2 separate regions of the Sus scrofa genome follow, and region 1 is linked to region 2. Evidence: chromatin contacts called from public HiChIP or PLAC-seq data. All regions are on one chromosome and are shown on one strand. Each heading gives the region's core, a stretch centred on a gene start, on an enhancer-like site or on the middle of the called end of the contact. The rest is flanking DNA. Distances are from core to core; before and after follow the strand shown.

The links. HiChIP or PLAC-seq counts read pairs in DNA pulled down with a chosen protein or histone mark.
Region 1: an H3K27ac HiChIP or PLAC-seq map of skeletal muscle shows a contact between it and region 2, with 4 times the contacts expected there. The contact joins two enhancer-like sites. A contact is called at or near these places in 3 of 47 Hi-C or Micro-C datasets (epiblast stem cells and liver) and 1 of 2 datasets of contacts at active chromatin or transcription factors (skeletal muscle).

Annotation. Positions count from the first base shown.
Region 1 is chr13:75,214,068-75,219,618 of Sscrofa11.1, reverse strand. No RefSeq gene overlaps it. Among named protein-coding and RNA genes, the nearest start is that of SLCO2A1, 27 kb to the right of the region's middle. Within about 2 kb of position 3,693, at least 11 of the 83 cell types and tissues checked have an H3K27ac peak or open chromatin away from gene starts, as enhancers often do. A contact at or near this core is called in skeletal muscle, where this site is marked.
Region 2 is chr13:75,139,745-75,145,431 of Sscrofa11.1, reverse strand. All of the region lies in intron 3 of SLCO2A1 (solute carrier organic anion transporter family, member 2A1), which reads left to right. Among named protein-coding and RNA genes, the nearest start is that of SLCO2A1, 47 kb to the left of the region's middle. Within about 2 kb of position 2,846, at least 2 of the 83 cell types and tissues checked have an H3K27ac peak or open chromatin away from gene starts, as enhancers often do. A contact at or near this core is called in skeletal muscle, where this site is marked.

The DNA.
Region 1 (5,551 bases), core at 2,444-4,943, 73 kb before region 2:
TGGGGAAAGGGTTGGAGCTGGGGTGTGGGAGTGTTGAGAGTGGGGCAGTCCCTTGTAGGATGAGGCAAGTCCTTGGAGGTGTTTGGGTGGCGCTGGGTTGGGGTCCGGCTGGTCAGAGAAGGCATCTTGGGAATGCGGGCCCACAGAGGATGCTCAGAACTTCAGTCTAGGGAGACGTGCTGCAGAAGGAACAAGGGCGGGGAGGCTGGAGAACAGGAGGCACGCTTGGGAAAGGTCGAGCCATCCATATTGACTGCGGGGCAGGGTATTTGGGGAAAAAATGATCAGCTTCAGGACACTTATTTAGCACCAGCTGTATGCAAATGCTGTGCCAGGTTCTAGAGACAAAGGTAGAGGAGACTTGAGAGTTTATCGAGTTTATGCTGCTCATTTTCCCAAGAGATGTACAGAGGCCCTGCTCTGTGGCACACACTGTGGGTTCCAAGGGGAATAAAGCATGGTCCAAGGCTTTGAGAACTCACTGGCCACAGGAAGGCTTCTGGAAGACAGACACACAAGGAATGCAGAGGGCTGTGGGAGCTGCCCGGTGAGGGCTCCTGCTTCGTTCTCGACTCCCAGCCTAATACTCCAGCATGCCCACCTCCAGAGCCCTTATGCCGGGATCCTCACACCCAAGGGAGTCTCTGCACCCCAGAATATGCATGTGTGTATTCCCCCTCTGCCGTCAAAAATTCTCAGAGGAACCAGCATCCCCAGGGCAAGCCCGCATCTTGGCCTGTGCAGGAGTTCAGAGCTCAGTTTATCTGGGAAAAGAATCCCAGGGCTCTGGATTTCAGAATCAAGGATGCTGAGAACGTCTTCAGACCTTGCCTGACGCCTTATTCTGAGGGTCTTGCTGTGCCCTCAGGCAGCAGAGAACCCCAGTCTAGCAGCTTCTCTGCTCCACATTGACAATTGCCACTGGCTACCTCAGTGTCCTCTCCTAGGATGACCTGAGCCTGAAAAGAGTCTCACCTGTGCAGCTTCCTGTGGCCCCCAAACACTTTCTTTGGCCCTAGTAGAGCAGCTGTGTTTTCCATTTCACAGCTGAGGCCACTGAGGCTTGGGGAGGGTGAGGGTGGACTTCCTTTTAGCTTGCGTTCCTTTCCACACCCAGGCCCTGCCTGGTAGCCCCCTCTCCTACCCATCACCCATTGAATTCTACACAGGCCACGTGTGCTCTCTTCCTATGCAACGGGAGTGGTTTCCAAAACCAAATGTGAGGTTTCCTGAAAGGTGCTCTGGGACTGCCAGCTTTCACAGGCTGGGGCAGGGCCCTGCCCAGGAAACCCTGAGCCAGTACTGGCTGGCGTGCAGTGCTGACCCCGGCCTCAGAGGCCTTCCTCTCTTCATCAGGGAAGGATGCTGGGGAGGGTGAAGGAGGCTCTGGGGAGCCAAGGCCCTTCTGGGAACCATCCTAGGAGAAATGTCCCTCCTGCCTGGCCCTGCCCAGTGCTGGGCCATGCCCATACTTCAGCAGGATTTGGTGCTGGGAAGAATGGGCCTTAGCTCCTGGGCCTTGCAGAAGGCAGAGGTAAGCACATTCCAGGGCCTGGCCTTTCTGCCTCAGTTGGAAACTCACAGCAGAAGGAAGGCTTGGGCCTCCCCCCTGGGCTGCACGGAGCCGGCAAAGGGCAGGGTGTGGGGACTGACAGCCTCCCCTCTGCTGGGCAAAGCTCTTGGAGCTTTGCTTGGCTTCTGTTGAGCAGGAAATGACCTGGGAGCCTCCCTCCCCAGGTGCTACAAGGCCCCAGGCCCCTGCCTGCTCCTAGGGCCTGGGCCCCAGCCATTGAGCCTTCTGAGAGAAGGGCGTGCATCTCTGCTGGTGGATAAGACACAGTGCTTCTGGTCCCACCTCCTGTCTGGATGTCCCCAGTGGTCCTGCCTGATGTCCCCCATCAAGGTACACGGGCCTTCTCTGTCCCTCACAGCTTGGCCAGCTCCCTCCTCCGCCTGGAGCAATCTCTCCTCCATCTTCCCCCAGTGATTCTACTCATCCTTCAGCCCCAGCTCTCCTCTCCCTTTCCCGGAACATCTTTGTGGATCCGGGGATGGCTGGTCCCTCTGTCCCATGCCCTGGCCTTTTCCTCCAGAGCAAGCCTCAAGGTCAAAGTTAATGACCTGAGGTGGACCCACTGACCTCCCCTTTCCAGTCACAGGAGGGTAAGGACAGTGCCCGCCTCTTGTGTGCCGGGCCAGACACAGTAGGAGCTGCCCAACTGTGTTTATTGGGTGAGTTAAATGTTCTAGTAGGGTTGGGATTTCTAGAAGTTACTGTCATGAGGCCTTGCAGGCACTTGGGGTGTAAGGAAGTGGGCATGGCCCAGAGCAGGTCCTTTAAGACAGGGTGGGGTCAGGGAGTGTGGGCTCACATGGACGGGATACTAAGGCATGGGGCTGGGCAGCGAGATGGGAGGACAGCTAGTCCAAACAGGACACAGTGTCTTACCACAGGTCTGCAGAGAGAGGAGAGCCTTGTGGACGGGGCAGTGCCCTGCAGAGGATGGCCAGAAGCAGATGCCCTCATGCCTTCATGCCACCCAGGGCCACCAAAAGTCCCGTCTTACAAAAGAACTTCCTCCTTGCAGGAGGCAGCAGTGGACTCAAAGGCAGGGGGTTTGGACCCCGTCCTGTCTCTTCTCTGGAGCCCCGCTTTCCTCATCTGCAAAGTAGGGACCTAAATGATGGGGTTATTGGGAGGTCAGCTGAGAGAATGTTCTTGAAAGGCAAGTCAAATGTCATCTTGCTTTTTCCTTCTTTGCAGAATCATGGGCCAGAGGTGAGGCCCACGGGAAGCGTTCATCACTGTCTGGGCACTCGCCCTCCAGCGGTGGTGAAGGGTCACTAACCCTGCTCCTGTGACTCATGTGCTGGGAAGAAACAGGTTCCTGCACACACTGCAGAGGTGAGGAGAGGTTTCCTTGCCCTCCCAGCCTGGTTGTTGAACAAACATGAACCCAGCTTTTCCCAGGGACCAGGCACTGGCAGATGGAATGATGCTCTGCCCTCAAAAGGCCCCCTTTCCTGGGCTCTGGGAGGCCTGAGCCCTGGAGGGGAGCAGACATTTTCTAGAAGAACCAGCTCAGACTGAGACCTTGGTGGGAGACCAGGGCCCCGCCAACACTCGCTCCTTGGAGGTAGTGCCGGTCACTGGCTGTCAATCCTTCTCTGTAGGTCTCCAGCCCAGAGTCTCTGAAACCCTGGGCTCCTAGGGCCAACTACCCCCGATCCTAGGAGCACCAACCTCCCCTGGCCCCCACCTCACCTCCAAGGACAGCGGCTCAGGCCTCCTGGTCTTTGGCCATAATCCTGGAGACCCCTCTTTCTCTCACGGCCCACACCCTGCCAACCAGTCCTGTCCATCTTGCCTTCATATAGACACCCAAAATTAATCAATAGGGACAGAAAGCAGGCCCGAGGTTGCCTGCAGTGTCAGCAAGGGTGACGGGACAAAGGCACACAAGGAAACGTCTGGGGATGACTGGAAGGTTAAGTAGCCCGTCTGTGGCGATGGGGTGATGGGTGTGTTTGGACATTAGCACTCATTCACCCGGGTCCTTCATGTGGCGTTTAATAAGCCACTTGCACTTTGATAAAGCTGTTGTTTAGTAAAACAAACAGATGTTTCCAGTGACCTCTGTGAGACCCGGGACAAGTCCCTCCCCCTCTCTTAGCCTCAGCTTCCCCAGCTGTAAGGTGGGGGCCTCTCAGGGACTTCCAGCTGGACCATCTGATTGCTCATCCACCGTGACCACCCCCCCCCCCGCCTCCCCGAAACACACATGTCCTTCAGAAGCAGTGCCCTTCTTGTGTGGAAGGCATGAGGCCATGTGGCCCAGGTTCGTCCCAGCACTTTTCTGACCCTGGCTCAGCTCACCAGCTCTGCCTGCAGAAGTGGCTCAGACCAAGTGCTTGCTTAGAGAGAGCTGGATGCCAGGAATCAGGGCCAAGTCATAGGAAAAGAAGGAAGTGAGTAACCCCGCCACTCCACAGCTCCCCAGGCTCCTCTCAGGCCCAGAAAACCGTCAGAAAGCCGGAGCAGCACAGAAGTTTTGCCAAGACCCATGTCTGAGGGATGGAGGAACTGAGATCCAGGGAGTCGTTGTCTCTCAAGTACGCAGAGCTGGAACCTGGCAGAGCTGATGCTGCAAATGCAGGTTGCTGTTAACAAGACTTACCGCAGTGACCATTCGCAATGTATGCAATTATTACGTTGTTCATCCAAAATGAATCTAGTTGTATATCAATTATATCTCAATTATTTTAAAGAAGAAAGAGGTGCAGGCTCCTAGACTCCTAATCCAGTGCTCACCCACAGCCCCCTCCTCTGAGAGTTGGAAGACATGAAGCTAATCCCTGGGTTCCTGGACCTCACTGAGCTGGTCCCCCCATGACCTCGGGCTCTGCCTTTGGGGCCTCACTGAAGGCTGCACCCACCCCTGAGACCTGTGTGCTCCGAGGGCTCCCATTTGGGGCAGGAGGACAAGGGCTCAGAGCCTCCATCTGAGACAGGGTTCAGGCCCTGGAGGGACCTGGACAGGCCCAGGCAGGATCGAGCATCTATTCCCTGCTAAGTGCACCTCCCCCTCCTCCATCCATCAGCCCTGTGAGGGGGCACTCACCAACAGCCCTGTGAGGCTGGCCTCACTAATCCCGCTTTACCCCATTTTCTCAAGGAGAAAGCTGATACTCTGAGCATGGAAGTGGCTTTTTCTGCCTCAGAGCTGCTCACTGGGAACACCAGGACTAGAACGCAGTCAGCCCCTTTCCATAGACTTTCCAAAAAGGAGGAGGAGGAGACAGGGAGAGGGAGAAACAGCAGCCACAGCAGCAGAGCCTGGCCCTTTCGGCATCAGGACCACCTTGTCCAGGCCACTGTCTGGATTCCTTCAGAAGCTCTTAGCTAGTGTCTCTGTTTCTCTCTGTTCCCTCGCCATCTGTTCTCAGCACATCAGCAGCAATCCTACTAGAATGTCATCAGACCATGCTCCGCCCGCCTTTGCTCAGAGCCCTGCAGATGGTCCCACTTCTGAGAGCCAAGCCCAGGTCCTCAAGTGGCCTGGAAGCCTGATCCAGCCAGCCCTATTTCACTCTGATTTTCCCTCTGCACCCTCCTTCTGCCCGCCCAGTCACAGGACCAGGCGCCCTTCTGGCTCAGGGCCTTTGCACTGGTTCTCTCTGCCTGGAGCCCTTTCTCCAGGCATCCTCATACTCTAACCTCTTCTTTCCCTTGAGTCTGTGCTCCAGGACGCCTTCCCGGTATGGCAGCTTCTCCTCCCCAGCCCAGCATTCCTGATCACCCCTTCTTGCTCTGTTTCTTTTTTCCACAGCACTTACATATAACACAATTAACTTATTTATTAATTTATTGTTTGTTTCCCTCTGGAAGACTCTAACTTCAAAAGGCCAGGGGTCAGTCTCCTTTGTAAGCGGTGAATCCCGTTCATCCCCAAGAACAGCCCGGTGCCTGGCAGAGAGCAGGCCCCTGATAAACACTTGCTGAATAAATGAATGTGATGAGGGCCATTACTCTGGAAAGACAAGGGCTTGT
Region 2 (5,687 bases), core at 1,597-4,096:
CAACCAAAAAATTGTTTTATCTATTCTCATCTGATGGTCATTCTATGTAAATTTTATAATCAGCTTATTTATATGTAAAAAGGTCCTTCTGGAATTTTGATTAGATAGGCATTAAATTTATAGGTCAACTTGGGGATAATTGACATAAAGTTGAGTCTGCCAATCCATGAACAGAGTATCCTTCACTATTATCCTTACATTTTAACCTTGAACTATGATCTAACAAACTCTAAAGCTGATGAATATCTCTATTCTCCAACAGAAGAATAGAATAAGGACCCTAGGATGTTTGAATGTCCACTGTCATCTCCCATCTTCCATGAAATTGTTGACCAGTATTTTAGTTCTGCCTGTTTTTAACCTCCCCCTGCCACCCCCGGTGGTCATTATCATTATAGTTGTTATATACAAATAAGTCAATACGTATTTATATTTACCCACAAATTTACTGGTTTCTTTGCTCACTGTAGCTTCTTGGCATTTCATCTACTCTTGTTGATTTAACTTCCTTTTTCTTGAAGTATAGCATTTAACATTACTTTCAGGTGGGCCCAGGAGTGAGAAAAAGCTCTATGTCTGGAAACGTCTGAATCTCCCCCTGGTTCTTAAATTATGGTTTTGCTATGAAGAGGATTTTCAATTCACAGTTATTTCCTCTCAGCAGTTTGAAGTTTCCATGCCTCTGGCTTCTGGCTTCTCTTGATGATGTTGGGACTTCTTCATCAGTGTCATTGCCATTCCTTTCTAGAAATTCTGTTTCTCCTCTCTAGTTGCCTTTAAGATTTCCTCTCTTCTTTGTTGTTCTGCCTGTTCCTTGTAAGGTGTCTGGTAGGGGTTAACTTTTATTTATCTGTTTGGAACTTCAGTATGCTGTTTCTTTTGAAGACTAAGATTTTTCTTTAGTTCTGAATGTCCCCAGCCAAAAGAAGTTCCCAGCATTGCATATGCCTGTTTTCTCCATTCTTACCTCTATAACTTCATGTGTGTGTGTGTGTGTGTGTGTGTGTGTGTGTGACATTTTCATTTCTGGCTTCCTTGTCTCTTAAATTCTCTTTCATAATTTCCATTGCTTTGTTCACCTATGCCACATCTGTAAGATTTCCTCAGGTCTGTCTTTCTGTTCACTTAGTCTCTCTCTAGCACTGTTCATCTGATGTCTAACCTATACTTTACATTGTAAATATGAATGACTACATGTTTTACTAATTTTCAAAAGTTATTACGATAGTTTTTCAAATCTATCTGCTCTGTTTTCATGGTTTCTTGGTATTTCCTTTTAATTTCTATGTTTGTTTCGGTTTCTTCAATTTTAAAAAATGTATTTTTTCAGAAGGTCCCTTCGTGGCTCAGTGGTTAATGAATCTGACTGGGAACCATGAGGTTGCGGGGTCAATCCCTGGCCTCACTCAGTGGGTTAAGGATCTGGCATTGCTGTGAGCTGTGGTGTGGGTTACAGACGCAGCTCAGATCTGGCATTGCTGTGGCTCTGGTGTAGGCTGGCGGCTTCAGCTCTGATTAGACCCTCTAGCCTGGGAACCTCCATATGCTGCGGTGCGGCCCTAGAAATGGAAAAAAAAAAAAAAAAAAAGATGTATTTTTTCAGTCTCTTTCAGATTGTTTTTATTAGCGCAAATTTTGGGAATGCTAATCCTCCCACATTCCACTTATGCTTGCCCTTATTCATGGTGGAGTATTTCCTTTATGTTCTGTAATGTTTGACAGTGGGGTCATTAGCAGTGGGATGTTTCCTCCTGTGGAAATGTTGTGTGGTCTGGGTGGGAAAGAGCCCCAAGAATGGTTTCGTATTTGCATTTACTTGGCACCCTGGGAACATTGCTGCTTTGCAGCTAATTTTATGATGAGGTATTGGCTTGGGAAAAATTTGCATTTGTTTTAAGGGATGTAAGATGAGGCAGTGGTTTTGTAGGTGCAGCAAGTGAGAGGCCCAGTCCTGAAATGCTTATTCTTGGCCCAGGTATTAGATTTGAAGATGTCTGAGGATAGAAGGGCCACCCAGGGCTATACTGAAGGGTAACACATTCCTGTTTGCTTAAATATCAGCCTGGTTTTTTTTTCTCTCTTTTTTTTAGTTACATGTGCAGATCGGGTCCAAGGGATGAATCACTGAAATGCTAGGAGGGATTCCTTGATAGGTTGTGAGACCTATAGTGAGGGGGGGTAGGTGGCTGGAATGGAAAAAGAGTGGAGCAGGGACAGCGAGATCTAATGATGAGATGCTTGCTGAGTTATGGTCTTTTCTGCACCTCCATGGTAATCTCTAGTGAACTAGTCATGTCTCATAAATTCACTGTGGTGGCCTTGGATCTCTTTGGAGAATTTAAGGCTTCAAGGAGGCTCAGGAGGAAGACAGACCCAAACCCAGGGGTTCTGCCATGCTCTTTCTCCCCTTCTGTCTAGACAAGGAGTCAGAGGCTAGCTCTGTAGGAGAGTCACGGGCTGCTGGCCACCTTCAGAGAGCCGTGTGCCAAACCTACTCCAGACCCATGGTCCCTGCCCTTCCCCATCAGCATGAAGACTAGGCTAATGAAATCAGCAAGGGAGCCTGAGGTGCTGGGGACAGGCTGCGGGGACGGCATCCTGCCAGGCGCCACACACTGTGGCCTGCTTAGCCTGGGAGCTGGCTCCCCCCTGGCCTGGGCTGCATACCAAGGGCATTTGCTTCGCAAAGAGCAGCCACATGGAGGGTGGAGGGTGGTTGGAGCCGGGCGGGGCTCTGAAAGCAATCACTCTGCTCCCTGTTAGGGATGGTCGGCCACTTGGGTCCTTCCCATCACCATCGTCCCTGCTCCAAGGGAAACACTCTGCCTCAGTGTTCTCAGCCCCCCTCCACTGAGAGAGGAAGGAAGGGGACTATGGGAAGGACCACAGCTCGCCTCTCGGCCTGCAGGCAGGACTAGCTGGCCAGGAAAGTGAGCTTCATTGTTTTTTTGTTGTGTAAATTCTATTCACAACAACAGGATGCAATCTTCCTCATGCTGGCTGGGATCAGAGCAGCAGCTGGAAGTGCTCAGGGCTGGGCTACCTTCAGGGCATCTTCTTGGTGCCAGGGGGTGGGATGAGGAGGATTTTGGTCCAGGAGCCACATCTGTGGGCTCTAACTGAGGCTGTGGGTGCCAGTGCAGTGTGGGCATGTGCTGTGCTAATGCGTGCAAATACAAATAGTCCCAAGGTCTCACTTCGTGGGAAAAGTTTGAAATGCGGCTCTTACTTCCAGTGTATTCCTATGAGAACTTAGTTTTGAATTATGCAAGGTCATCAGGAACAAATGAATTTCATTAATTGCGCCACTCTGAATGGCGTCATGAATCTAGGAATGGTCTGGCATTGGATGGTCCTGGGTCTGAGGCTGGGCTTTGAGACCCCCTAACGGCACAGCCCTGGGCCCCTTCCTACACAGCTGAGTCCCAGTTGCTCCCTCTATAAAACTGACCTCCCTCGCAGGGCTGCGGGGCCTGAAGGGCATGTGCTTCGAATTTAGCGAATGGCTGGCACGTGCAGTAACCATTAAGCAGTGGCGTTTAAAAGCAGCCGTGGAGACAGTACATGTATCATGCTGGGTAAACTAGGGTCCCAAATGAGGAAGCGCCTGCTTCCTGAGGAGAGTCTAATAGCTCACGGCCAATGGGCTGGGCATCCTGGGGGCATCTGAAGGCAGCTTCTCTCTGGTCCTCACCGAATATCTATATCCAACCTCTGCTCCAGGGGAGCAGGGCCCCTCCCTTGGTGTAGTCCTGGCTGCATCCTTGCGTGTGAGGCCGTAGGATTTCTCTCAACTGAGGCTTAGGCCGCTGCTCTGCTCTATTCCCAGACTCTCAAGTTGGAGCCACCTGGTGTGCTGGGTAGAGACAGAGCATAGACTTGGACATTCAAACCCCAGCCCAGCCATTTGCTTGCCAAGTCTCCTTAGGCAAGCTTCTACCTCACCTTTCTTTTTTTTCTTCTTTTTGTCTTTTTTTGCCTTTTCTAGGGCCGCTCCTGAGGCATATGGAGGCTCCCAGGCTAGGGGTCTAATCGGAGCTGCAGCCGTCAGCCTATGCCAGAGCCACAGCAACGCGGGATCTGAGCCACGTCTGCAACCTACACCACAGCTCATGGCAATGCCGGATCCTTAACCCACTGAGCAAGGCCAGGGATCAAACCCACAACCTCAGGGTTCCCAGTCGGATTCGTTAACCACTGAGCCACGACAGGAACTTCATACTTCACCTTTCTGAACCTCAGTTTCTTTATCTGTAAAATGGGAACAATAATAAATACCTCCTCTTGCAGCGTGTTCTGAGGGCAATATTAAGAGGAAGGAGTGCTCAGCCTGTGTTAGCTGCTCAGCACGTTTCTCTTTGCCGGCCCTTGATGTGGTATTTGAAATATCTTACTCATCAGTCACGACCCCCCAGACCTATTATCCTGTGTTGATGGCTGATTCCTTCCCCTGGAGCACAGCTGCTCCAGAAATGAACATGGGAAATGGAAACTAACTATGTGTTTTGGGAGGAAAAAAAAAATTAAAGAGGGGCTGGACATTGTGGGAATCACGGAGACCTTTAACAACTAATTGCTAATTTTAAAAAGGCCATGCAGACATTTATGAATGTTTAGATTTTTCTAAATGTCAGTGGGGTCCGGAAATCTGCCTGGCGCCTTTAGAGAAAAGACTAGCTACCCAGCCAAAGCCTCTAAGACGGCTTCTGGAAAACTCGAAGAGGTTTGGGCAGGTGGGAAACAAGCCAACGCGAGACCAGTTCTCCGGGGAGATAAGAGAAGGGTCTTCGGAAACCAGTGTCTGGGGGGACTAGGTGTAACCTGTGAGAGCTCCCAGCCAAGTCCAGGGGAAGTCGGCCCCATGCAGACAATGGATCCTCGAGGAAGGGGGGCTTCCTGAGGGCGAAGCAGGGCGGGGGGAGTCACTTGTATTTTTGGAGCAGTCAAGGGAAGAAAGGCAAGAATTGCCTGCTCTCCTCTATTCATGAAGTTGCTTGACCCTCACCCACACTCCTACCTCAGAGGTGTCCCTAGGCAGGGCGGGTGGAGGGGATCCCCAGGCTCTGGCATGACTGCAGCCCCTCCTCAGTGGAGAACAGGGGCTCTGAAGCAGACCGTACTCCATTGAGCCTCGGAGAGCAGCTCAGAGACCATGAGCTCAGGGCTGTTCAGGATGAACCCCCGGCCGTGGTGCGAGAGGGACACAGCTCTGAAGCTGTGGGGGGACGGGAAAGGCACATCATGTGCAGAGAAGGGAGTTGGGGGGGGGATTGTGTGCAGCTCTGTGCGGGAGGGAGGCATTTCTCTGTGTAGGCAGTGGCCTGGTGAGGGGAGGTGACCAATGTGGAGGTGAGGAGGGTGGGGTTGGGAGGTGCACGAGGGAGGAAATCTGCCGGGGGGTGGGGGTTGTGGGGAGTGTGGGGCGTCTGTGTGGATGTGGAGGCAGAGACAGGGGTGTATACACGTAGGGGGACGCGTGGCCAGGGTTGGGTGGGGGGGTGGAGGTGGGGTGTATGGGGGTAGGAGGAGTGTGTGTGTTGGGGGATGGGGGGTGGACGGTCGGGGGCGGGAGTTGCACAGCCTGGCCAGTTGGATCTATTTAACCTGAAAAGGAAGAGAAAACAACAAGAGGGGTTTGAGAAAATCACGAAACACATGGGTGTTATTAAGTCAACCGACGGAAAAAG